Regions from separate parts of the Gasterosteus aculeatus genome. Here region 1 is linked to region 2. A link is a contact called in public Hi-C data. All regions are on one chromosome and are shown on one strand. The core of a region is the stretch at or near the end of the contact, and the rest is flanking DNA. Distances in the headings are between cores, read along the strand shown. Region 1 overlaps uacab (uveal autoantigen with coiled-coil domains and ankyrin repeats b). Region 2 holds the start of rxfp3.3a1 (relaxin family peptide receptor 3.3a1).

The links. Hi-C and Micro-C count contacts between places; a contact is called where the count stands out from the background.
Region 1: a Hi-C map of skeletal muscle shows a contact between it and region 2, with 3 times the contacts expected there. The contact joins the enhancer-like site here to the promoter of rxfp3.3a1 in region 2. A contact is called at or near these places in 2 of 6 Hi-C or Micro-C datasets (both in skeletal muscle).

The regions. Positions count from the first base shown.
Region 1 is chr12:20,385,476-20,391,272 of fGasAcu3.hap1.1, reverse strand. It overlaps uacab (uveal autoantigen with coiled-coil domains and ankyrin repeats b), which reads right to left. Exons shown (of 19, transcript XM_078085637.1): 16 at 3,807-5,797; 17 at 3,435-3,587; 18 at 2,559-2,624; 19 at 1-2,185. The coding sequence ends at 2,114. Among protein-coding and RNA genes, the nearest start is that of uacab, 29 kb to the right of the region's middle. Within about 2 kb of position 4,447, at least 1 of the 9 cell types and tissues checked has open chromatin away from gene starts, as enhancers often do.
Region 2 is chr12:20,336,873-20,342,526 of fGasAcu3.hap1.1, reverse strand. rxfp3.3a1 (relaxin family peptide receptor 3.3a1) reads right to left here and starts at 1,299. Exons shown (of 1, transcript XM_040168763.2): 1 at 1-1,299. The coding sequence starts at 1,023. The coding sequence ends at 37. LOC120812541 (E3 SUMO-protein ligase PIAS1) reads right to left here. Exons shown (of 13, transcript XM_040168655.2): 13 at 1,567-5,440. The coding sequence ends at 5,075.

The DNA.
Region 1 (5,797 bases), core at 3,198-5,697, 46 kb before region 2:
CACGACAAAATGTGAGAATAATTACTAAACTATCTGCTGGTGTCAGTTTTTGGCCAAAATATAAAAAAAGAGAGTGAGAATTCCAACTGTGTGCAACTGGAAGGTAAAGACCGGAGTGCTTGAAAGAAATAACCGCTAAAGAAGTTTTGTTTTTCCTCATAAATAAAGGGATCTGCTCCGTTCGGACCGTCACCCTGAGCGCGTTTCGCTCCGCTCTACTTCCAGACCTGCTGAAGATCAGAATGCAGTCACACTGCAGTACAGTGTTTAAAGTAGTAAAAAGCAATGGAAAATACATCAGTGTAAAGGCATAAGAGACTCGCTCCACAATCACAACCACCACACGACACCACCGGAGGCACAGAGAGCGGGCTGAGGGGCACGCAGCCCTCGCTGAGGGGGGAGAGGGGGGAGAGTGGGGGCTATTTCATGTTCCGTCGCTTATCCGCGAGATTTCACACGCTTGCGGATGTTCCAGCTTCTACAAAGACAAACGGCTGCCTCCCCCCCGGTCACCATAAACTCCTGTCAACTTGGCCCGCCAAGTCTCTCCACTAGAGGACGCTGGTTTCAACAAAAAAGGACGACGTGCCACTGCAAACTGTGGGACACGGCAAAAGACCCCCCCCCCACCCCCACCCACTCACTCCATAAATCAAATCCAGCACAAACAACGGGCAGACTTTACCAGGCCGTGAGTGAGCTTTTTACCCTCCCCGGGTTTTTTAAATATTATTATTCCAACTGGCCTCGGACCACGCGAGCTGGTTTGGACCCCGAGGAGACGACAACTGTGCCACAAAAAGAGTAAAGAGAACGCAGCCGACATTCACGAAGTTAAAGGATAGATTCACATTATTTTAAGTCTGTCGGGTGCTTTGATCCGGGGTTCCCTTATGAAAATGTTTTAATTAGGGGAAAGATTAAAGAGATTTCTGTGAAAAAGTTTTTTTTTTGCGGGAATATTGAACTACAAACACGGTAACACGCGCTATGACTACATCCTAGTGGAGAAACCTCATATGAGCAATGGTTAAAGGTTAAGATCTGTTTTTGCACAGAGCAAACATCTATTACTTAATTTAATCGTGTTACTTTTCGGTGCGATTCAGATTACAGCGGCTGAGAAGTCTACACGTCGTAGGATTTAACGGATACGTCCACACGTCTTTCAGGCATCTTTTAGTGACCAGTATGAACAGGAGGAATAATTAAAGCAAATAAAACCTTTTAGTGGATCATAAGTGATTATTAAGAGGGATTTATAATGTGACAGTTTCTATAATTAGTCTTTTAGGAAAAGCCTGCTCATTTGGCCCTCAAATTCCACTTAAAAAAGACCTGTGAACGTATCCCTCAAATTCTACTATACTCTGCAGAAAACAGACTGCATGAGAGCGACTGTCTGAAACGTGGTCTTTGTGTTCACGTCCGGTTTACATGTCAGCTCAGCGTGTGGGAGTTAAATAACACCTCACATTGCATAACAACGCACCAACCAGGTGATCATCGTGTACAACAGATCCCACGGAATCCCATTTTCACATAGTATTCTGATGTGAAAACGATCCTGCATAAATGTCAAAATGATAACAAGTGGGTTTCACAGTCAGGGCGTCACGATTTCAATTGTAGATCAAAAAGTAAATCGGAATTCACTTTTGATTCCGACCTTTGACATTAAAAGCAGGATCGGTGATTCTTAGAATTAGATTTCCCTTCTGCCTACTTAAAAACAAAAAAAGAGAAACACTTGGCAACTGGTGGAGTTGACTGTGAAAAGACACCCCTATTTCACAGGTACAAAACTGACAATAAACTTTAAGTAAAGTGAAATCTATGCAAATTGAAATCGTCTGTATCTTAATCGACGGTTCTTCACTTTTACCCACAACATTGATATGTGGGAGCTAAAGTGCAGCCACACTACTACTACAAAAAAAGCCTGTTTCGGAAATTTTGCCCAATGACACATACAGACACACACACGCACACAAACACACACGCGCACAGGGCACCCACAGGGGCCACAGCAGGTGAACTCAGCAGTGGGAGGTGTGAAAACGGTGAATCTGGGTCAGCAGGCAGCATTTTGTTTTGTCGCAGGAAGCTTTCAACACACAAACTCTTGTCTCATGCGGATGATCTGCAGCAGAGCCGCCTGCACGTCCTCGTCCATGTGGCCCTGCGAGGGAGACACAGTCAGTAATGAGCTGTAGTTCATCCACCCACAGCGTCTCAAAGCTTTGTTCCCAACTATAATTCTGCACTCGCACCTTGATGTGTTTGCATCATTCAGGCGTTCTTGTTTTCATGCACTAGTCGTTACCAAACCAACGGCTGACTGTGGCGCATTTTGCCGTAGTGTAAAACATGCAAGGGGAAATCTCTGCTTGTACCAAAGTGAAGTCATGACTCGATAGATCCCATAACGCCTTTCATTGGTCTTCTCCAGGTCGTACATTTAATGTGCTCTGCCAGTGTGTCATACAAACTAACATGTGTGAACAAACGAACTAGACCGTCCTCCTCGCTAGACGGTAGAGAGTGAAACGTACCTGTGCTGCACTGAGAAGATGAGTCCGATAGATGGAAACCACGTCTCTGTGTTGCCTCTCAGCATCCTTGTGGAACAGAGGAGAAAAGCACAGTCGTTATTACATCTTGTACTTATGTCCACCTGAATGTTACGATGAGGACAGCACGCATTTCTTTCTACAGTATAGTATTTTTTTGTCATGACGTTTATTGGCTGGGTTTGAATACAGCAATGGAGACGCTAACTTATTTTTAATCTCTATTGATCAGGTAAAGGAGGTAAACATGCTTGAATCACCATGATCACATGCAGAACAATCCAAAGGTCACCTCACTTTAACCGTTAATTCAATACTGTTTCACTCGCTGTTATTCTGGTTTTGATTGATTAATTTGCCTTAAATATTATTATTATTTGTTATAAAATTTCTCATTTGTGTTACTTTGTTCCTCTTGTTTTACTGCACTATATTGTGAATTAGGTCTCTCCATCATTACATTACATGTCATTTAGCTGACGCGTTTATCCAAAGCGACTTACATTGCATTTTTAACCCATGGCTTTTTTGCCCAGGGAGCAATTAGGGGTTAGGTGTCTTGCTCAGGGACACTTCAACATGGGACAGGGAGCAGCTGGGGCTCGAACCACCAACCCTGCTGTTCCCGGCGCACCCTCTCTACTCCTGCGCCACGTCGACCCATCAAATCATTTCTTGGTTAAATAAGGGTTGAATGAATGAATTCTGAAGCCCTATTATTAACAAAAATACCCAACCACATAACGCATGGATTGCAGAACTAACAGTGCAAATGGTATTTAAATGAAGTCGTGAACAAAAACACTAAATAAAGCAGAAACGGCAGACGTGAATGCCATTCTCCGTGTGTCCACTCACAGCCAGCTGCTGCTGAAGGCTCTTGATCTGGCCGTGGAGTGTGTCGATGTGCTGCGTCTGTCTCTTGTTGGGCGCGTTGCTTGTGTACGCCAGCTGGGACAGACCGTTTAGTGCCTGCTTCAACCGCTCAACATCTGTCAGCAACTCCGTGATCTGAGAGACACACAAAACACACGTTTATTAACAGACCTTATAACAGACCTGAAGAATGTCATCTCTAGAAACAGGTCTTATATATTGCAGATGTCCCGTCCCCCCCCCCAGACACACTAAATGAAATTTAGCTAAAAGGCAAACACACACAAACACACACTGCCTGCAGCAGCAAATAAAGTCAAATGAATAAAAAAAGAAATTCTCATTTCTTGTCACCTTTTTGTCTTTGGCCTCAGTCTGCTGAGCGGACTTCTGAATCCCCCTCTGGAGATCACGGATGGTGGCGAGCGACTCGTCGTATCTCTCCTTCAGCTCCCCAATTTCCCTCTCGATGGCGCGGCTCTTCTCTTGGACCGCCTCCATCTCCGTCCGCGCTCTGCTCTCCCCCTCCCGCGCCCTCGCCGCCTCCCGGCGGGCCTCTTCGCTCTCGTCCGTGGCGCTCAGGAGCCTGCTGCTCAGGTTGGCGGCCTCCTCCTCCAGCCGCAGCTTCTCCGTCTTCAGCTGGTTCATTTGGTCTTCTTTGTAGTTGATTTCCTCGAGAGTCTGCGTGGCCTGAAGGAGCTCTGATTGCAGCGCGGACACGTCCTCGGCCCTCTGGGCGCCGTTCTCCTCCTCTTCGCGGAGAGCCAGGCGGAGCTTAGCGACCTCGGCCTCCAGGGCCTCCTGGGCCTCGGCGTGCTGCCGCAGCAGAGCGGCCTGATCCCCGCGGCGCTCCTGCACATCTCTCTGCAAGACGCTCGCCCTCTGGGCCTCCTCCTGCTGAGCCTCCCTCGCCTTCTGGCAATCGGCCTGGGCTTGCCGCGCGGCGTCGTGCAGCGCCTTCAGCTCGGTGTCGTACGTCGCAATTCGGGTCAACTCCGATTTCAGACGCTCCTGGAGGTTCTGGATCTGAGCGTCGCCGAGGGCTTTCTGCTCTCGAAGCTCTTCCTTCTGAAGCGCGGCCTCGCCGTGCTGCCGCTCCAGATTCACCAACTTCTGAGTTAATGCCTCCAGCTTATCCTTGAGCTCCTCCCCCACGTTGCGGTGCTTTTCACTGGTAGCCACAGCGGCGTCCAGCCTCTGTTGGAGAGATTCGACGTGGACCTCGAGTTTCTCCTTCTCCTGTTCCAACTCCTCCCTCGCAGACGTTTCTCTGTTATACTTCTCTTCCATCTCCTGCAGCTGGACGCTCAGGTCCTTCACCTGAGCGCTGTGGGAGTGTTCTTTCTCCTCGGCTGTTGTCAGTGGAATAAACCTGGACTGAATCGCCTCCTGAATGGTGTCAAGCTCTTTCCTCTGAGCTTCCAGTTCTTGAGTAAGCTTGGCCGTTTCCTGCTGAGCCGCTGCGTAACTTGCCGACGCGTCGCTCGCCAGTTTCTCCGCCTCCACCACGGCGGCGTTCAACTTGTCTGTGACAGCTTTGTGCTCCTCCACGCTCACATAGTCTCGTCTCATCTCCAACTGGACTTTCTCAAACTTCTCCTTTAACTTTTCGTGTCTTTCTTTCACATTCTTGAGTTCTTCCCCACTTTCTTCACCCTTGGTCTCCAACTTCAACCTCTCGGCCTCGGCGCTCTCTAACTCCATCTTCACTTGCTCGTGCTGCCGTCTGGGAACGTACTCTCCTTCCAAGCTCCGCTGCAGAGTCTGGCTCTGCGTGGTCAGCCGCGCACACTCCCTATCCCCGTCCTCGCATTTCCTCTGCAAAAGTTCTAGCTTCTTCGTCAGGTCGGCGTTCTGAGACCTCAGAGCGTCCACCTCGCCGAGGTGCCTCTCGCTGGCGCTTCGGAGGCTGCCGATGTTCGCCTGCAGCGCCGGCCTCTCCGACTGAAGCTGCTGGACCTGCGCCTCCGCTTTTCCGCAACGTTCGCCAGCTTCCACCAGCTTGTCCTCCAGCTCCTCCAACGCCGACGCCATGTTCCTCCGGGCTTCGTCGTGCGCGTTCACGGGAACGTAGTCCATCTGGATCCTGCTGTTGAGTTCGTCCAGCTGCTCTCGCAGCATCTCTCTCTCCTCCTCGCTCTCCTCCACTTCCTGAATCAGCGCCTGGCTTTTGGCCGTCACGTCCGACAGCCTCCTTTTCAGAGAAGCGTTCTGCTGCTCGAGCGCCGCCTGCACGGCGCCCGCCGCGCCGCGGGAGGACGGGCCGTCCAGCTTGCGGTTGAGCTCGGCCACCTCCTCCAGCACGCGGTCGTAGTCTTCCCTCAGCTCGGCGATCTGCCGCTCCT
Region 2 (5,654 bases), core at 50-2,549:
CTCTTGGTTAAACACATCACAAAGCTCCATAAAACATCACCCTCTGTGCATCAGACCCCTCAGTTTATTCCTGAACTCCTTCCTCATCAGGCAGTAAATGATGGGGTTCAGGCAGCTGTTGGTGTGAGCCAGACAGACGGTCAGAGGGAACACGTAGGTGTGGACAATGTAATACGCTCTGTCCCAGTGTGCGACGTTCAGTTTGACCAGTACACTCCACAGGGTGATGGCGTGGTTCGGCATCCAGCACAGGAAGAAGGACAACACGAGGATGGTGACGGATCTGGTCACTTTGGATCTGCGTTTGGTGTTGCTGGTTTTCATACTCCGGCTGTTGATGAAACGCAGCAGCAGGATGTAGCTGACGGACACGATGGTCATCGGCAAGACAAAACCCACGAGTATTTTCTGTATGTGATAAACGGCCAACCAGTACTGCCCACCGGGGAACCTCAGCAAACAGAGATTTTCCCCAGTTACGTTACTGAGAGTTGAGAAAATTGACGTCGGCGCAGTCGCCAAAGTCGCCAGTGTCCAAATGATTGCGCACGTCCACCTGGCGGAACAGGACCTCTGCGCGGTTCGGTTTTTCAGGGCCGAGGAGACCGACCAGTAGCGGGTCACGCTCATGGCGGTGAGAAAAAACACGCTGGCGTACATGTTCATCACGGTGACCGACAGGATGATTCTGCACATGGCGTCTCCAAACGGCCAGCTGAAGTCCAGCACGGTGTCCACGGCCCAGAAGGGCAGAGTGAGCACGAACTGCAGGTCCGTCACGGCCAAGTTGAGCACGAAGAAGTTCACCGTGGACGTCTTCCTCTCCTGTTTGACCCTGATGAAGAAGAGGACCAGCACGTTGCCCACCAGACCCGCGGCGCACACGACCGAATAAACACTGCAGATGAGGAGCCTCAGAATCGGGCTGCCGTCGGCTGTCACGTCGATGTCCTCCAGGCTGCCGAAACAGTCGACCTCGACCAGTGAACTGTTCCAACAGACGCTCCCATTCTCCTCATCCATGATGTCAGCGGCTCGGGGACTCTCCACGCTGCCTATACTTCGGATGGATCAAACATTTCTGTCCAAGTAGAGCTGGATGTTGGAGTGACACGAACACCCCCACCTTCCTGTGCCGGTTTGGCCCCTCGTGTCTTTTATAAGATGCACCATCACCCGACATCACTGCTGCCAGATCTGACGGTGCGTCCACTCTGGTTGGCATTTGGTTTGACGCGATGGCGCGTAACGTAGTGCACTCATCGGCTTCCTTCCTTCACTTTCAATCAAAAGTTAAACCTCTTCATGAATGATTGAATACGTTTGTGTTATATAAAGGTCTTGCCACAGACGGGAAAGCGTCGGATGGAGTTGACAACGCGTGCGTAATTTGTTCTTCGGCCTCGCAGCGCAGGTCCCGCTGTGTGAAAACGTCACTCTGACGCCACCCAGCGTTCACTGCCAAGTGTAACAGACGGGAGGTTTAAAAATGTAATTTGACAGTAACCTTTTCCTCCAGAAGGGATAAATCCCAATCCTTTGAAAATAATGGAAAAGACAAAGAAATAACATAATGCATTTTATTACATCTAAACGTCTCTACATAAACAAGTAACATTCAATAAGTAAACAATTTCTTCAATGCAGGTAATAAATATTTTCTTTTTTTTACACTTGGTATATTTGTACAAACTGACAAGGGTCTCCTGTACACGTCCTCTCGTTGACTCCTCCAAAAGCCTTTTTATGATTTTTCTGGGATTGGACCCGTGAAACAGAACCTGTGAATGTTTTAAGGCAGTGAGTGCAGATATCAACTTAAGCCCGACTTGTAGATCCTTGCTCTTGTTTATTGGCCACAGTCCTTTTTTTTTAATAATAGTACAGCTGTTATTTTCTAAAAAATATATAAATTAATTTATTCTCTTGCTCTGAATTGACACACAAAAAGCATACAAACGGACATCAGGCACCCACGTTTGGATCCCAACTCTCGGGTTTTCATACGGACACAAAACACACACGCTGGACGTTTTCCCTTTTGACCACGGCGAGACGTCGTGACAAACACGTAAGCTGCTGCCCAAAAAAAACGCTCTGCAGGTACTGCGCACACATGTGGGACTCCAGGCAGCAGCATCTCGCTTGTCCATCCCTGCATGCAATCTGTTACTTCACCAAAAAATTAACACCCCCCCCCCCAGCATAATAATGACAGTTCCTCCCTCAGACATCTGGCGAGTGTGCACCACAGGATGGAGCTTTGAGTCCAGTCGGTAAGCCCATGCAGAGCCCAGCGTGTGGAAGTTTGAGATAAATGAAGTCGTGGTCAGATTCATGCATTCATTGTCACGCCTTCACACACTGGCGATTCATCTTCAGTGTAGAACGTCTGGGTAACTCTTCATAATACGAAGGTACAAACACACAGGCTCACCGTGATTTGATGCGTGAAACAAACCAGGGTGTGTGGTGAATTATGGGATGAGTTCACGCATGACGGACATTCAGGTGATGAGCTTAAAAGTTACGTCATGTCGGAATAGGATGATCGATGCTAACGTGCAGATGTTCACCAGGTACAATGTTCAGCAGCATGTTGACGTGTGCCAATCAGTACAGCTCAGTACAGTATGTGAAACGATGTCAGGATCTGCACAGTAAGTTGTGTTTCATCCTCTGGGAACGAGGAGGTCTGTACATAAGTGTCCCTTTAATGGAGATATTTAAGTGGGGAAGCAACTGACCTCAATGACCTGACAACAATACCAGAGATTATTCAGATAAATGAATAAGTGAAGTAACTTTGAGTTCATTAATAGAATCTATTAAGCGTTAACTAATCACATACGCCCCCGGTGACCTGGTCAGCAACAGGAATTAATAAAACATCTGGAAATCATTCATGATGAAATGAACATGTGCTTTGTGTCCTCGTTATTCTTACCATATTTACTCATGTGAGCTACTGAGAGAACACACAGGGGTCTTTCTACGACAAATAACTAATCCGTACCTTTAAAAACAAAAACAGCTTCTGACAAACAAAAATAAAATACATTTTAAATAAAGACAATTTAAAAACAACAGCTCCCAAGTGACAGTGACTGACGCGCTCACCCGTGGAAATCAAGCCATGTTTCAAAAATATCATATGTAGAAATAAGAACACAAAATAAATAAAATACTGCACGACGCGGGACTGGTTCAGTGTGAGAGCCGCAGGTTCCACCGCAGGAGAAGAGCAGGGAGGGAAATGAAAGGTGTCGGTAGAGAAGAGGGCCGCGTTGGGCGACGCTCCCAGTTGGTTGAAGGGCACGACGGGGTGTCCGCTCAAGCTGTCAGAGGGGATTATTTCATGGGGACACACACACACACACACACACACACACACACACAGTTCGGCTTGTGAGAAGTGAACTCCGTGCCTCAGATGTCTGGAAGTGGACAATTGAGGACAAACTTAAAAGACGGGAATGTTTGAAGCTGATGTGTGTCCACTCTCAAAATACCACAATACATTCATGAGCTGGATCGAGGGGCTCTGCCTCGCTTTGACGCTTTCCCATCGCCCCCCCCCCCGACGACCTTGTGGCTTTCTTTGCATCTTTTTTTACTTTTTAAACCAGTGACCTCTGAGCCCCGTCTACGTTGGCGTGCTGAGATCTCCCTCCTTCCTTTTCCCACAAGCCGTTTCCCCCCCAAACGATGAACTCGCTGGATAACGCCAAAGACGTGGGTCGCAAGTCCGGAGCTTAACGGAGGGACTCGGTTGAACTTTAAGACATTCTTTTGAGCGTGACGACTCAAACGTCCCCGACGCGCTGTGAGGCGAGCACACAAACAGGCACTAGTATAAACTTGGTCACATGCCACGGACGCCGGCCTTTAAAAGGCTGCTACGACAGCTCGGCCTTCGACGCGCTGACGAGCAGGACAACGACGACACCGAGAGGACATTTGAAGTCTCTGAATGAAGGATGGGCAGGGACGGAAGAAGTGGACGCGGACTGGAAACACTGTGGCACACGGATCCAACTGCACTCGGATTAACGCGAGGATTTTCATAAGTACCGTGTCTTATTTTTGGCATAGTGCAAAAAAAAAAAGGACACAAAAAAAAACTCTTCCAGCTCAAAACTCTAATGTGGCCGTAATAAATAGTCTACAAGTCTCCCTTACTAAATGCTGTATGCCGACAGAGACTTTGTGAGGAGTTGGAAATCAAGAGAAAAGAGAAATTGAGAAACCAGAAACGGCTCATCTCCACCTGCACGATCCCCACGGCATCAACCTGCAGGTCAAAGGGAATGCATACATATAAATATATATATGTATATATATATCCTTGTTTTGTATGACTGTTTAAATACACATAACTTAAAAGCGTAATAAAAGTATTAGCATATGACTAAAATTCAGTGTTCTTGTCATTGGACAGAGAAATTATACAACTCGAGCAGGTGAGAAAGAGAATTGAAGTTTGTTTTGCAGAAATGCAAATAAAACTAAATGCAAGCAGAATAAAAAAAAGAAGAGAAACAAAACCACATGGCAGGATGCATATGTATAAGCTTCTGAAAAAAACCCTCAGTCCTCCACTTAAAAACCGGGATTGAAGCAGCTCACTAGACGGAAAAAGTCCCCATAACATAGAAAAGTAAAAGAGGAAAATAGATTTTGTTCTCTGTACACGGCGCCACTCCTTGGTTTGGTAAAAAAGAGCCTTCCCCTTTTTTGTGTTTTTTCTCAGGTGGCGTCTCTGCTGTCAGCGCCGGGTTGGTACCAGTTACGTGCTGGACCGGCTCCTGATCCGAGACAGAACGTCCCCAGCCGACCCCTCCGAGCGATGACTCTGTACTGCTCTCGGGTCAGTCCTGGGACGGCGCCCGCTCACAACATTAGTGCTCTTTTTGAGGCCGGGTCGCCACAGTTGTTCCCAGTTCGATAACTCGGGGGGAGAAATGGGGATGGGGGGGGGGTCTAGTTCCTGGATCCAAACCGTACCCTGCAGTCACAAGGTTTGTCGCTGGATCGCAGCTGGACCCAGAGCGCAGTCTCCACCCATCTCGGGTCAGTCCAACGATATGACGTCGGGTATCCCGCCGTAAATAGCCGCGGCCACCGCCGCCGCCTCGGCGCCGCTCCGGCCGGCCACGCCCCCCGGGTGTGTGTGCGAGGAGAGCGAGGAGTGCGACGAGGAGTGCGCGGAGTGAGTGTCGCGGAGGCTGCTGGACGACACCAGGCTGCTGCTGCTGCCCGAGCTGCTCGCCCCGTTGGTCGGCGCCGTCAGCGAAGCGGCCGAGGAGGCCCCCGACTGGTCGAGGAACAGCTGGGAGGAGGAGGAGGAGGTGCCGTAGGGCAGGAAGCGGTTGAGGAGCAGCTCGTGGTTGTCCGAGGCCGAAGCGGCGGCTGCGGCTGCCATCACCATGTTGTAATGCTGGAAACACACGAGCGGAGGCAGCGGTGAAAAGCGTTTTCGTGTTTTTAGTCTCACAAAAGTTCACAAATCAATTATGCAGCAAAAGTAAAAAAGAAAATACAACATTGATGAAGTTTTGACTCGAGTTTTGACACTTCATTAAGTGCACTTTAAATACTCACGATTACTCGAGATGAATGAAAACATCGGGTCTCTACTTGGTAGAATTGAT